Linked DNA regions of Sus scrofa: region 2 is linked to region 1. Evidence: chromatin contacts called from public promoter capture Hi-C data. All regions are on one chromosome and are shown on one strand. The core of a region is the stretch at or near the end of the contact, and the rest is flanking DNA. Distances in the headings are between cores, read along the strand shown. Region 1 holds the start of HFE (hereditary hemochromatosis protein). Region 2 holds the start of LOC110261664 (histone H3.1).

Region 1 (7,325 bases), core at 3,147-5,646:
TATTTAAGTGGCTTTGCAATAACTTTGCCTTGCAGATTGATTATAATCTGTGTGTCTTTAAAGAACACATATGTATACTCATCAGAAATGAGACATGACAGGGCAGTTTACAAAAACTCAGGTTATACTAAAGTAAGCAAGAGTAGACTCTGTTGTTTTCCTCATCAGTAATGACAAATATATATAGTGACAGTTTCCACTGGAAAATATTAAATACTGAGGACATTTTCTTCCTTAAAGTTTCTAAATCTCCTAAGAGAGCTGAACAATTGATAAAAGTAGTCTTGCATTGGCCTCAAGCTCTTCCCAAATGAAAGGGCATTTATAGCATGGTATGTCATTAGTTCTGGATGACAATTTATTTTTTTTCTTTCTTTCTTTTTTTTTTTTTTTTTTTTTGGCCGTACCTGCAGCATATGAAGTTCCTGGGCCAGGGGTCGAGCCAAAGCCACTGAAGAAGCAAGGCCAAGTAGTTATGTTATAAGCCACAAAGAAGTCCCTAGATGGCAATTTAAACCAAAATGTACTTTATAGAGTTTATTTTTAAACTGCCAGGTCTGTTATTATTACCTTCCAGGAGTGTTTATATATGTTAATAGTTGGAAGAATCATTTAGTGATCAGAAACTACTACCCCCATTTCAAAGATTTGCAGATTGAGGTTCATAGAGGCTAGAAGCACAGTTAAATGTTTGGAACAAGGAACCAAGTCTTTAGACTCATAATTAGAGAGATAACATTTGCTCTATGAAATGGAATTGTCAAGGGGGTTCCCTGGTGGCTCAGCAGGCTAGGGATTTGGTATTGTCACCACTTTGGCCCTGGTTCCTGCTGTGGCATGGGTTCGATCCCTGGCCCAGGAAGTTCTGCATGCTGTAGATGTGGGCCAGAAAATGGAACTGTCAAGAGAATCACAAGCTATGAAACTCCTCACCTTCTTCTATTACTCCTACTAGTTACAGATACAAGAAAATTCCACAGCACCATTCATTGGCTTTTTACTCAGGCACATCTCCTCAACTTGAATATAAGCTCCTTGACGGCAAGGTATTTTTGAAAATGAAATGAGATAGCATATACATAAGGTTTATCATGGTTCCTAGCAAATACAGTTTACTCTTGCCACTAATATATCTCATAATTACTATTTATTATTATTATTATTGTCTTTTTGGTGCTGCACCCACGGCATATGGAGGTTCCCAGGCTAGGGGTCGAATCAGAGCTCTTGCCACTGGCCTACACCACAGCCACAGCAACACCAGATCTGAGTCGCATCTGCAACCTACACCAAAGTTCATGGCAATGCCAAATCCTTAACCCACTTAGTGAGGCCAGAGATCAAACCTGCATCCTTATGGATGCTAGTCAGATTTGTTTCCGCTGAGCCACGAATTCCTCATTGCTTTTTTTTTGACGAAACCAACCCGCAGTCAGGCATGCTGAATGAAGACATGCCAGTCTCTTCTCCTTCTCCAAACCTCATTCAGTGACAGTAAAGAATTTTACAAAGGCATGAAAAGATGAAGAGAATGAGAGAAGGAACAATAACCCCTGGAAACAGAATTTTGGAAGTTGTACAGCAGAAGGAAGAATGCTATATGCCTCATCAGACTAGAGAAATCTATATCCACCACTTTCTGGGGGAAAAAACCAATAAGAAACGAATAAGCTCCCTGCCCAAAAAAACTCTAGAAAGACTTAGCTCTTTGAGACACCAGGTACCTCTGAGGTCAAGGTTATGGGCAGGAATGAAAACAGGCAGATTTGTTAGAAATCTATGGAAGGAGCATTTTGGTGCTCAGATCACCTCCCTGCACTAAACAGCCAGGTGACTGCTGGAGCCAAAATGAGCAGAAGACTGATGAGTTTCATTTGGCCACACTGAATCAGAGGGACCCTGGATTCAGGGGTCTCAGGTATAGCTGATGATGAGAATACAGTACAAAACTGAAAATAGGACTTTAAAAGAAAATCCATATCCTTAAAATTAAATTCTCCCAGTCCCTTTCCACATTTGTCTCCCAGAATACCAACACCCTGGCTTCTAATTCCCATCATTTCTTATTTCAACAATTTTTTATTGTGTCTACTGTATATAATACACTGAGCCAAGTACTATAAATGTATTAGTTTCCAAGGGCTGCTGTAACCAAGTACCACAAATTGTGTGGCTTAACCAACAGAAATGTCTTGTCTCATAGTTTTGGAGGATGGAAGTCTGAAGTCAAGATGTTGACACGTTTGGTTCTTTGTGAGGCAAGGATTTGAATGGGTACCTATACCTGGCAAGAGTGCTCCAAAAAACAGTACAAGGTCACTAAGCTCATTGTTTAGGAGGAATGTATTGTTTCTGGTTCTGTCTTTTTTTTGTCCGCGCCCCTGGCATGTGAAAGTTCCTGGACCAGGGATTGAACCTGCGCCACAGCCAAGACCCAAGCCACTGCAATGACAACACTGGATCCTTAATCCACTGAGCCACAAGAGAACTCTAGAAGGAGTTTAAAGGAAAGAGAAAAGGAAGAGAGTTCTTCCAGATCTCTCTCTTGTAGCTTCGGACATTTCCTAACTTGTGGACGCCCATCTTTTCCCATCACTCTTCATATTTTCCCTCTATGCCTGTCTATCTCTATCTACACTTCCCTCTTTTATGTGGACAACAGTCACATTGGTTTGGAGTCCACCCTATTGGCATCATTTTAACTTGATGACCTCTATAAAAACCCTATCTCCAAATAAGATCACATTCAGAGGTACTAGGGATTATACTCCAATGCATTTTTTTTTTAAGAGGGCACAATTCAATCCATAGCAATAACTATGCCTATGAATCCGACAAAAGCTTGCACAGAACTTACATTCTTGTAGAAGAGATACCAACAGTACCTTAAGATAGTTTGGCCTCAGCCCTGAAGTAAATGGCAGAGACATTTCCTAAGATTGCAAATGCAGATTTGGTTAGAAGATAGAAAAAAAATTCAGATTCTAGGATTTTTAATCCACTCTTCCAGTCTCTGCTTTTAATTTAGCTATTGAGATCATTTACATTTTTGACATGTTAGGCTTTTTCTACCATTTAAGTATTTGTTTTTTGTCTTCTCTTTTGTTTTACTTTGTTTCTCTGTTTTATTTTCTTTTCTATGAATTACTTGAACCTTTTTTTTTTTTAGATAATTCCATCTTGATTTATGTATTCTATATTTGAGTAAATTGCTTTGTATGATTTTCTCAGTGGTTACCCTGGGTCTTACAATGTATTTGACGTGTCATATTCTACTAAGATCTAGGTTTTATCCCCTTGAGTGAATCATGGATAGTCCATTTCCATCTAGAACACTTTATCTCTCCTATTTTGTCTTGAACATCAAATGATGTTTAATTTTTATTTCCATCATCAAATACAATTTAGAGAACTCATGAGAAAGATAATCTATGGTGTTTATCCAAATTTCTGGTCATTTCATTGTTCATTCTTCCTTTCTTTTCTGTTTCAAGAACTTTCTTTAGTCTGCTAGCGAAAAAAATCTTGTTGTTTTCCTTCTCTATCTACATTTTTTTATTTCCCTTTTATTTCTGAGAATGTCTTTTATTTCCCTTTTGTTGCTGAAGGTAGTGCCTAAAAAGTGTGTACCAGGTTTCCTGGTAACATAGAGAGCCAGGAAGTCTTTCTAAGTGGGTTGCAGTTGGCTTCACAATCTAATCTCGAACACTTTGTCACTCATTTATTCTATCCACACAAATTTATTGAGTGAGTATTTATACCAGGCAATAGCGTTCAACATGAAAGAGCAAGGTCACTATGCTCACTGCTTAGGAAGAGTTTAAAGGAATGACAAAAAGGAGAAAGGGGAAAGAGCTCTTCCAGGGAAGAGAAAGGCTTTGTGTAGATATAGACACACATATAGATATAGACATACGCATATGCATAGATATATCTAAATTGAATAACAAGATTGGCAAGGTGAACCTAGACTTTTTGAAAATGCATAATGAATTTTCAAGTTATTCAATATTTAGATATTAAATATTTAAATCAGGAAATCATTAAATATACCTCCCCCAATCAGCAACATCTCTGCATTTAAAGGAGTTCCCGTCGTGGCTCAGTGGTTAACGAGTCCGACTAGGAACCATGGGGTTGCAGGTTTGATCCCTGGCCTTGCTCAGTGGGTTGGGGATCCCGCATTGCCTTAAGCTGTGGTGTGGGTCGCAGACAGGGCTCGGATCCCGCTTTGCTGTGGGCTGGCGCAGGCCGGCAGCTGCGGCTCTGATTGGACCCCTAGCCTGGGAACCTCCGTGTGCCGCCGGAGCGGCCCTAGAAAAGACAAAAATAAATAAATAAAAAATAAATAAAAAATAAAAAGTAGAGGGAGAGGAGTTCTCTTGTGCACAGTGGGTTAAGGATCCACAGTTGTCACTGCAGTGAAGTGGCTTGGATACTGACCTGCAGTAGGTTCGAGCCCTGTCCTGGGAATTCCTATATGCCGTGGGCGCAGCCTAAAAAAATAAAAACCAAAGGGACAGTTGGGTCACAAGTGTTTCCTAAGCAGGTACTCTGAGCTGCAGGAGAGAGAGTTCAAGTACAGGCGATCCGTTTCTTTTCCCCACTGGCCCCGGAAAAGGATCTCACTGCCCAGGAAGTTTCATCTGGGATCCCCGCAGCCTTGGCAATGGCTCCAGGGTGACTTCTTGAGCCACCTCGGTTTCCCCGCCCCAGCCAAGCGGCCGAAAAGCACCTGGAAGCGCGGTCCGAGCCGGGAAATGGGCCCACAAGCCCGGCCGGCGCTTCTGCTCCTGATCCTCCTGCGGACCGTGGCCACGCAGGAGCGAGCGCCGCGTGAGTCCGGGGGCTGCGGGCCAGAGAGGGGCGCGGAAAAATCGAAAGTAGCTTTTCTTGGGGCTTTGGAATTTGCTGAATTCGGAGCGACTGCTCAGCCGGGTGCGCAGGCCCCTCCCCCAACTTTCCCCGGAGGGGACACCGGCCACTGGGGGTGCAGATGCGGTTCCCGGCCGGCCCCTCGCCCCCCGCATCTCGCCTCCCCCCACACCCTCGGCCCGCCCGCAGTCCCTGCTCTAAGAAGTGACACTCGGAACCACCCACTCCCTCCCCCGACCTTGACGCTTTTAGATGCAAATCTTTTCTGCTGGAGGCCGAGCTAAGATTAGGGGTCCTTGGAGTCGGGTCTCGGTTTTCTTGTATCTGTAGTTGGTTGTGTCGTTTCCCTTCTGATCATCCCCAAACAGGAAGTTCTTCTCACCCAGGGCGACCTTGGCCCGAGCGCCCCTTGGTGTTTCCACACCCGGGCGGGCTCAAAGGGCTGGAGACTTTGCGCTGACAGGACGCACGGCAGAAACAGCCGGTTTTCCACTTCAGAAACACTGGTGCTGGCAAGTGGGGGTGTGTGGCGGCTTGTGGGGGGATCTGAATCCTACCCCGACCCCACCCCTTCTGCTGAGACCAGGGGCGGAGGCCACCGCGGGGTAGGTAGGAGGCTATGGAGGGAGATTGCCCAGAGCCTTAATCTTGGCGATTGATTCTTCGTTTGCCTGGAAAAATGACATCTCGGTTATTTTTGAACTTTTTGAACTGAATCTAACAGTTCCCCTTTTCATCCAAGGGGTTGTTGAGTTGCACTGTTAACAGTATTGGATAATTAGGCAGCCTTTACTAAAAGATGCCAAAGTGATGGCAATTAACATGTAGGGAATGCCTCAGTTTTAAATCACCTTCATGTCAGTGATCTTGTTTGACTTGACTTTGCATTTGGGAGATTGGCGCTATTAACGTGTTGATTTTACCACTAATGACCTCAAGTTAAATCCTTTGCCCAGGTAACAAAAATTCTGTAAGCAGGCTCTTTTTCTGATGTTAATGAAGTATTAGCACTGGTTGTAACCTTAGCTGGCAGAGTTTGCTCTGTTGTCTGGCAAGGCTCCGGATGCTTTACACACTGTGTAGCCTCAGCACCACATTTGGAGGGTAGGCAGTATGTGTGTCCACACTTTATAGATGACTAGGATGAGATAAGACCTGCTTACCGGTAACTTTGTTCAATGTCACTCTGGCCTTTGAGGCCACTTCATAACTGTGATTCTTAAAAGACACACTACCTTAGAGGTTGAATTGTACAATTTGATGAACAGAAATATTCACTAGTCACCAGCAAAGAAGAAGCATCACCCATGCGCTGTGATCTTCTGGATCCAGGGGAGTGAGCAGGAAGCTGAGTCCTCTGATGTTTTGCTTGCAAGGAGGGGATGACAATACACAAAGGAACAAAAGGATATAGAGCATCAGGTAGCAGTGGGTGCCCTGAAGACCTGTGAAGCAGGCAGGTGGGGCAGGCCACTCTCCCTGGCTGGCTTCGGAGCAGGGATCTGGAGGAAATAAGGGTGATGCTGACTGGGAGCAGCGCTTCCAGGACAGGACAGGAGCACCAGGCAAGGATGTGAAACTTCAGCACCACTGATATTTTTTTGTTGTGAGGACTGTCATGTGCATTGTAGGACCTTGAGCAGTGTCCCTGTCCTTTACTCACTGGATGTGAGTATACTCTTCAGTTATGAAAACCAAAAATGTCTCCAGACATTGTCAAATGTCCCCCAGGAGATGAGCTATCCGGGTTAAGAATCACCAGACGAAGAAGAGCAAGAGCACAGGTGCAGCGGAGTTAGGGGTGGAGGGGCGGAGGCCAAGAACAGGTGATGGGCTCAGCACAGGAGCCTCAGGCAAGTCCCCAGGGGTCCCACAGGCGGCAGTGCCATTCTGACCAGGGAGTGACATCGCTGGCATGGCTGTTGAAAAGATTGCTCTGGCTGCTTTGGGGAAAGTAGAGTGAAGGGAGCAGCAATAAAAACAGGGTGAGCAGACAGACAGGAAATGATGGACTGGGCCAGATGGGAGCAGAGGTGGTGGTGAGAAATGCTTGTATTCTGGATACGTTTTGAAGGAAGTTGCTGAAGGATCTAAAAGGATCGCGTGATAGAAGGAGAGACGTCGAAGGTGATTCTATTATTTAATTACTTTATTTTACTGTATTTATTTTTATCGGCCCAAGCAATGGGGTGATAGATGATGCTATTGCTGAGATGGTGAAGGCAGAATAAAAAGCAGTCTGAGGGAAATCAAGAGTCTGGGTTTGAACTTGGTAAGTTTGAGATTATCCAACTGGTGGTATCACATAGGCAGTTAAGCAGTTGGAGTGTGTGAATCTAGAATTCGGGCCAGAGACAAAAATCTAAAAGTCAACATTTATTCATCTAACAAGTAGATATTAAGCACCTACTACATGCCAGACAGTTTAGGTAGCATTGTGGATGAAAACA
Region 2 (7,325 bases), core at 2,633-5,132, 870 kb after region 1:
GTTGGAGAAGGCATCAGCTTCTTATGGTACAGGTATCTCCACAGGGTTGTCTGAGTATTTTCCCAACATGAGGGCTGGGGTTCCCCCAGTCCATCCCCAGCACGTGACCCGAGAGAGAGCAAGCAGGAAGCACAGCACCTTTTACCTAGTACCCCAAAGTAGCTTGCTGTCACTTTGACTTTATTCCATTTGCCTTATTCTGTTCACTATACACCAGTCTCTAAATCCAGCGTACACTCAAGGTAAGAGGAATTAGGTTCCATTTTTTGAAGGGAAGATTATCAAATAACTTTTGGACAATTCCTACAACTACTTTTCCTGTGATCAAACTTAGGCTTCAAACAGAACATGTCATCACTGATCCATAGCACACTTCTGGGATCTGAAGTTCAGGTCTCAGAAAAAACTCTCACATCCCAGCAGATGTCCTTACTGAGGAGTTGGAAAACATTAGAAGAATCTAATTTCTGCCTTTCCACTTAAAGGAAAACAGGCCTTTCTGCCCAGCTTTTTATTATTATTTTTAAATCACTCCTCCTTCTTTATTTTTCTGCAGCCATTGGAAGCTTATCCAGATCTCCTCTTTCCCTTTGAGGGTTTTTTGAAAGAGTTCCAAGCTGAGATCCACAGTCTTTGTCTCCCCAGTACTTGGCGATCTTTGGAAAATACAGACCTCTAGAGCTAGTTAGGTATTAATATATGCCTTGTCTAAACCCAGGGAGCCATTATCAACTTCACATATGAAAAGATATGTGACAATACTTTGGTAAATGTAGAGCTTTATATAATTGTTGTCATCAGTATTGTATCCACTCACCATAGAATTCAAAAAGAGGAGTTCTTGTTGTGGCACAGTGGGTTAAGAATCTGACTAGTATCCATGAGGATTGGGATCAATCCCTGCCTCGCTCACTGGGTTAAGGATCCAGTGTTGCAGCAAGCTGTGGTATAGGCCGCAGATGTGGCTCAGATCCTTGCTGTGATGTAGGCTTAGGTGGGCAGCTGAAGCTTTAATTCAACCCCTAGCCCAGGACTTCCATGTGCTGCAGCTGAGGCTGTAAAAAGACTAAATAAATAAATAAATAAATAAATAAATAAATAAATAAATTCAAAAAGAATCTGGGATGAAATGTGTAATGCAGGAGGTGGGAAGCACTCTGTGACTACCACTACCTGAGGCTATCTTGTGTTTAAAAGACAGCAAATTTAATAATAGCCAAATAAAAGATAGCAGATTAACAATACATTGATTCAACTAGAATTTAATAAGTGCCTGAGTCGGGCTTTTTTTGTATTCTAGAGATGCAACAGTGAACAGAACAAAAATCTTTGGCCTTATATATATGGTGAGAGAAAGGGGGCAAAATTTAACTTTTAAAACAGGTTCACACAAGGAGTTCCCTGGTGGCTCAGAGGGTTAAGGAGCCAGCCTTGCTATTGCGGTGGCTCTGGTTAGCTGTGGCATAGGTATGATCCCTGGCCTGGGAATTCCACATGCTGGGGGTATGGCTAAATAAATAAATAAATAAAACCAGTTTATGCGGAGTTGGAAGAATACTCTCCTGGAGTTAGGATTTCATAATTGGGAGTGTGTTGTCATGTAAGTGACAATAAGACAGGGAAGTCCACCAGTGGGGTGTGTGTGGAGGGTATTTCTGCCCCAAGTGAGCCCACTGTGGCTTCTACCTCTGGAAAGTCAGATGTTGATGGCATGCATGGTGCCTGTGGATTGCTTCTTGTGCATGTCTGCATCACGAGGCTCCTGAAAGCTGACAAATTAAAACCAGAGGCGTAATTTTTTAATTTTATAGTATCAAATCATGGAACAGGTGTGAAGGAGATTAAATAGTTCAAAGAGCTTTATCTTGTAAGGTTACCAGGTGCTGCTGTTAAACAGTGAGAAATGCAATTCTCGTGAGAACAAAAATGTTGTCTGAACACCCTGTTTTGTTTTCTTGGTAAACAGTTACACCTTCAGCCAGATCTGGCATTGATTTTCAGAGTTGTATAAAAGAAAATGAGTGTCAGTACATTTGAGGTCTTCCCAGTATCTTAGGATTCTAGGCAAAACATCATTGCCTTAATTAACCTAGATGTGCTCTGTCCCTCCTGGGATAATGGACAGTTCAAATCAATAACTGATTAAAACATGAATGGTGCCTATTTTTCCATGTGCTGGAAGATACATTGGAGAACAAAAGTGAACAAGAACTCAGCTCCCTGACTTTCTACATCCTAAATAGGGGAGAGACTTAATAATCTATGCTCTGAATCCCAGTTTACCTAGTTGGCCTAGTTCCTTTTCTGTTGACTGATTCCTTTTGTAATGGAGCGCTTTGGGGCTCCTGGGCACAAAAGCTTTTCCATGTCCCCCATTTCTTGTTTTTAGGAAATGGGCCTCATTCAGCCTCCCTGGCCTTCCTTTAATTCCAAGGGGGCAGGTTCAGACCATTGCTGATCAGGGAAGAAACGGGATGCAAAGACAAGGGAGCCAGTCAAGCAACAACAGCACAGCCTTGGTGGAGTCCTGGTTCCCTCTCAAGGGATACACATAACGCTGGAGGCATCTTATACACCTAAGAGAAAATTATATTCCTTATACTTCTTTTAGAAATGAAGACTTTAAAACTGAACAGCTTGGAGCCCTTCCTTGTGCTTCTCCCTCATTGTATTGCACCCTAAATACAATCACCTGTAAGCAAAGATTAGGTACCCTGAGCACAATTGCCTGTGGCTGAAGATTATTAGCACGTGATGTATTTCAGGAACTTTCCTAATTTGCTTTAATCCCTGATTAATATATGCCCTTTTTGCAAGTATTGCACCAGGATCTTGTCAAGATCTCCTGATGCCAGGTTCTGTTATGGTCACAAAGATTCCCCCAAAGAAAGTACACCTGTTTGCCCCAATCCTGATTCCTTTCTGAAACCCTGTTTTTCTCCTTAGAGTCTATAAAACCCTCAGCAATTCTTCCCCAAGGGAGGGCAGTCTTTAGGGCAATAGCTTGCTGTGGCCTTCTTTGCCTGGTAAAATCTTAAAAGCTATTTCTTCTTCACCCAAAACTTTCTCCGCCTTTCTACTTGGCACCGGTGAAGAGAGGCCAAACTTAGCAACACTTTGTGAAATCCTTAGCTCGATTTTTCAGGGTACAAGCAAACACTGTTGCCTTTAAATTTTCAAGACTTTTAAATTTTATCTTTGAATAGTAAAGGAATCATGGTATTATATTGCCTTGGCAAATACTTAGCCTAGTTTGAGTGACAAAAAACGGCGAATCTCGCGTTAGAAACCTTTCCTCACCCCATCCCCCATTTACTAAAGACCGAAGCAAGCGTAACAGCCACTCTCAGTGAGAACAGAAAGTGGCTCTTAAAAGAGCCTTTTGGGAGGGAGAAAGCGAATACGTCCAAGGCAAATTAGGAAGGACAACTTTACGCCCTCTCCCCGCGGATGCGGCGAGCCAGCTGGATGTCCTTGGGCATGATGGTGACGCGCTTGGCGTGGATGGCGCACAGGTTGGTGTCCTCGAAGAGCCCCACCAGGTAGGCCTCGCACGCCTCCTGCAGCGCCATCACGGCCGAGCTCTGGAAGCGCAGGTCCGTCTTGAAGTCCTGCGCGATCTCGCGCACCAGCCGCTGGAACGGCAGCTTGCGGATCAGCAGCTCCGTGGACTTCTGGTAGCGCCGGATCTCGCGCAGGGCCACCGTGCCGGGCCGGTAGCGGTGCGGCTTCTTCACGCCGCCGGTGGCGGGCGCGCTCTTGCGGGCCGCCTTGGTGGCCAGCTGCTTGCGCGGCGCCTTGCCGCCGGTGGACTTGCGAGCGGTCTGCTTGGTACGAGCCATAGAGAGAGATCTGACGCCGCGAAAGAAGCAATGGAGAACTGATGCCAGGACCAGACTTTATAGTCATGATCCAATCCTGATTGGTCAGAACTGTTGCAGGAGTAACCTGATTGGTTTTTGGTCCAATCTTCGTTTGGTTCTTACTGCCTCTAAAAAGGTTTTACTTTCCGTAATGTTTTTAACTTTCTATTTTTACAGTAAGGAATTATAGCTGTACTCTCCTGTCTGAGTTTACGGTTTTCGACCCAAACGTTAAGATTTCACCAGAGGAGAAAGGGAATTTGATCCACAATTTGTGGCGGTCAGCGCCTAAATTTTTATAAAAGAAATGCATTTTCAGTGGAGACCCCCCCCTTACAGATTGATATGGGAGAAAATTAGAGCAGAATAATGTATTCATCATTTTCTCTAAAAAGTAGTTCCATTTCACTACATCAAAATCTGTTTTTAATGAATGTACCAAATAATTCAAAGTAAAGTCAATATACACTCTCGCACCTGAACACAGAACTGGGCTACAGCGTTGTGTAGGGAAGGGAGGATACTTGATGTGGGCTTGACTAAATACTAGTGATTATCTCAACTCATTAATGGGTTGTGATGCAATTAAACGGCTGATTGGACTTTAACATGTAAATTGTGTACTTATCAGCAGGCCTGAGGGAAGAGAGGTTTACACTGACTAGTGATTAGGTGTTTTCCTATAAATGCTCTTTCGAAAAGAGCTTTTGAGTGTGGAGTTTTAGTTGGCCAATGGACCACTGGGTTCCAGTGAGACAAATTTTAAAAATGGTTTAGTACATTTGCTGGAGCAAGTAATCACCCCAAATGCGTCCCGGGGAGACAATAAAGGCGGGTGAGTTCATGGGTTTGCAATTGAGTAAACTTCAAACAGGCCTCTACCTTAAAAGTCAACACGTGCCTGGTCAGTTCCAAAGGAAAACTACGTTTTTTACATATTGTAAACTTAACCAGGTATTCGTGGCAGGTTTTACAAAAGTGCTCAGTTCTTCCACAGAAATGGTGGGCGGCTCTGAAAAGAGCCTTTGTTCTTTGAGGTTGAAGTATGAATTAAGGCCTTATTTGCCCTTGGCCTTGTGGTGGCTCTCGGTCTTCTTGGGCAGCAGCACCGCCTGGATGTTGGGCAGGACGCCGCCCTGAGCGATGGTGACTTTGCCCAGCAGCTTGTTGAGCTCCTCGTCGTTGCGGATGGCCAGCTGCAAGTGGCGCGGGATGATGCGCGTCTTCTTGTTATCGCGAGCCGCGTTGCCCGCCAGCTCCAGGATCTCGGCCGTCAGGTACTCCAGCACCGCCGCCAAGTACACCGGCGCCCCAGCTCCAACCCGCTCGGCATAGTTGCCCTTGCGGAGCAGGCGGTGCACTCGGCCCACCGGGAACTGGAGCCCGGCTCGCGAGGAGCGGGTCTTGGCCTTGGCGCGAGCTTTACCTCCTTGTTTCCCACGTCCGGACATGATGTAGCAACCAGAATCTACACCAGTAGTAACTAAGGAGCAAGAAGAGAAACTCACAATTTATAGCTGCAACTGGGAGCGAAAAATCCGCATTTCCATTGGCTAAGATTGCAATCCCATTTTTAAACAAGAAAAAAAAAAGCGCTTCCTAATAATGAGTGTTCTTATTGGACAATATTCACATAACGTCATCACTAGTTTTGGCCAATCAGACCTAGAACTTTACTGCATCGCGTTTGCCTGCGGATTTGTAGGTAAAAAGGATTCGACCGTCCTTGTCCTCATTTATTGTTTCTCAAGGGTTTTTTCTTTACCATGCCTGAGCCAGCTAAATCTGCCCCAGCTCCAAGAAGGGCTCCAAGAAGGCGGTGACCAGGCGCAGAAGAAGGACGGCAAGAAGCGCAGGCGCAGCCGCAAGGAGAGCTACTCAGTGTACGTGTACAAGGTGCTGAAGCAGGTCTACCCGGACACAGGCCGTGGGCATCATGAACTCTTTCGTTAACGACATCGTCGAGCGCATCACGGGCGAGGCATCGCGCCTGGCGCATTACAAAAATCGCTCGACCATTACGTTCTCGGGCATCTAGATGGACGTGCGCCAGCTGCTTCCCGGGGAGATGGCCAAACATGCTGTGTCTGAGGGCGCCAAGCCTGTCAGCAAGTACACCAGTGCCAAGTGAGCCACCCATGGCCGACCCAAAGGCTCTTTTCAGAGCCACCTACCCTTTCAGAGAAACAGGTGGTGCTGGTGCATTTGCCTATAGTTTCTCTTGCAAGAGTAAGGGGCCGGTTTGGGAGCGGAAAACTGGGTAAAAATTTAAAGGGCCCTCCTCTGAAGCTGTCTTGGCTAAGCATTTGGGCTCAGTGTCATGCAAATTTGGAATGGGTTCTTCGACGCCCTTTGAAAAAGATATTCTGTTTTGTCCTCTTACAAAAGCCAAAATTTCGCGTTTGTTTACACTTTTCAAGGAAAGTAACGTCCCCCCGTCTCTGATTGGGCAGCAGCACTGTTTGAAAAGCCCGCCATGGGCTGTGATTGGCTAGATTGTCTACTATCGGGGTTGTGAGTTTTGAAGAGATTCTTTAGAAAGTAAAATCTTACCTTGCTTCTACTGAGGGAATGGAATGCACCAGGCTCTGGAGCCAAGAGTCATAAGGGTGAAAATGAACGGTTCCGTGTTCTGTGTCTGGTTCCCATCCACTACCGAATTGGTACTGTGACATTAGCCCTGTCTATGGAGATTCTAGGTGAATTGAAACGATATAATGCAAAGTGCAACGGGAACAAAGATCAGGGAAGTAAGTTCCTTAAGGGTAAAATGTTGAACAAGGAACTCGGCAACTTGGGAAAGCGCGTTCTTCCAGTGTTTCATCAGGAGACGCTGGAAGGGAGGTAGGCCAGGACTCGCTAGGCTGGGAGAACAATTTTCTAACGGTGCTTTGAGTCAACGATTAAAAATCCTGCCATAGAAGGCGGAGAACTCAGTATTTAAGAGAAGATTGTATACTAGCATGGGCTAGCTAGGAATATTAGGAAATGGAATCTTTCAAGGCATGATCAAAAGTCCTTCACTTCCCCACTTCCCTGAATCTTTCAATAGTGCCTAAATTCTTTTTTGCAGTTCAAAGCATTAACATTCTCTGCTGCCCTGTCATCCCCTCTCACCAGAAAATGATTGCTATTGTAAATATATATATATATATTTTCCCCACTAACAGCAAGTAACAAGCTCCTACATTCACACCCTACTCCAGGCTGCAACATTTCCTGTCTTTCCCTATTGTCACTTCCCTTAAAGTTGTGGGTTTAGACTCTATCTCAGAGGAACAGTTTATCCCTGTCCCAGGTAACAAGCCTCCCGGAAGTCATGCCAACAGGTTAATGGATTGTGAAAAATATATGCGTTGTTACTCACTCCGCTAAAATGAGACTCTGTTCCCAGTTTCTGCACCTCTGACATTAGGCCTTGGGTGCCGGCAAAAGAACCCACTGACAAGATACCCTACTTGG

The links. Promoter capture Hi-C pulls out the DNA fragments that hold promoters and counts their contacts.
Region 2: a contact with region 1 is called in a promoter capture Hi-C map of fetal skeletal muscle, with 5 times the contacts expected there. The contact joins the promoter of LOC110261664 here to the promoter of HFE in region 1. A contact is called at or near these places in 1 of 5 promoter capture datasets (fetal skeletal muscle), 1 of 47 Hi-C or Micro-C datasets (embryonic fibroblasts) and 1 of 2 datasets of contacts at active chromatin or transcription factors (skeletal muscle).

The regions. Positions count from the first base shown.
Region 1 is chr7:20,754,208-20,761,532 of Sscrofa11.1, forward strand. HFE (hereditary hemochromatosis protein) reads left to right here and starts at 4,397. Exons shown (of 5, transcript XM_021098424.1): 1 at 4,397-4,836. The coding sequence starts at 4,761.
Region 2 is chr7:21,628,585-21,635,909 of Sscrofa11.1, forward strand. It overlaps LOC110261664 (histone H3.1), which reads right to left and starts at 3,883. Exons shown (of 1, transcript XM_021099837.1): 1 at 3,377-3,883. The coding sequence starts at 3,842. The coding sequence ends at 3,432. It overlaps LOC100622387 (histone H2A type 1), which reads right to left and starts at 5,355. Exons shown (of 1, transcript XM_003356570.4): 1 at 4,283-5,355. The coding sequence starts at 5,314. The coding sequence ends at 4,922. It also overlaps the pseudogene LOC100513549.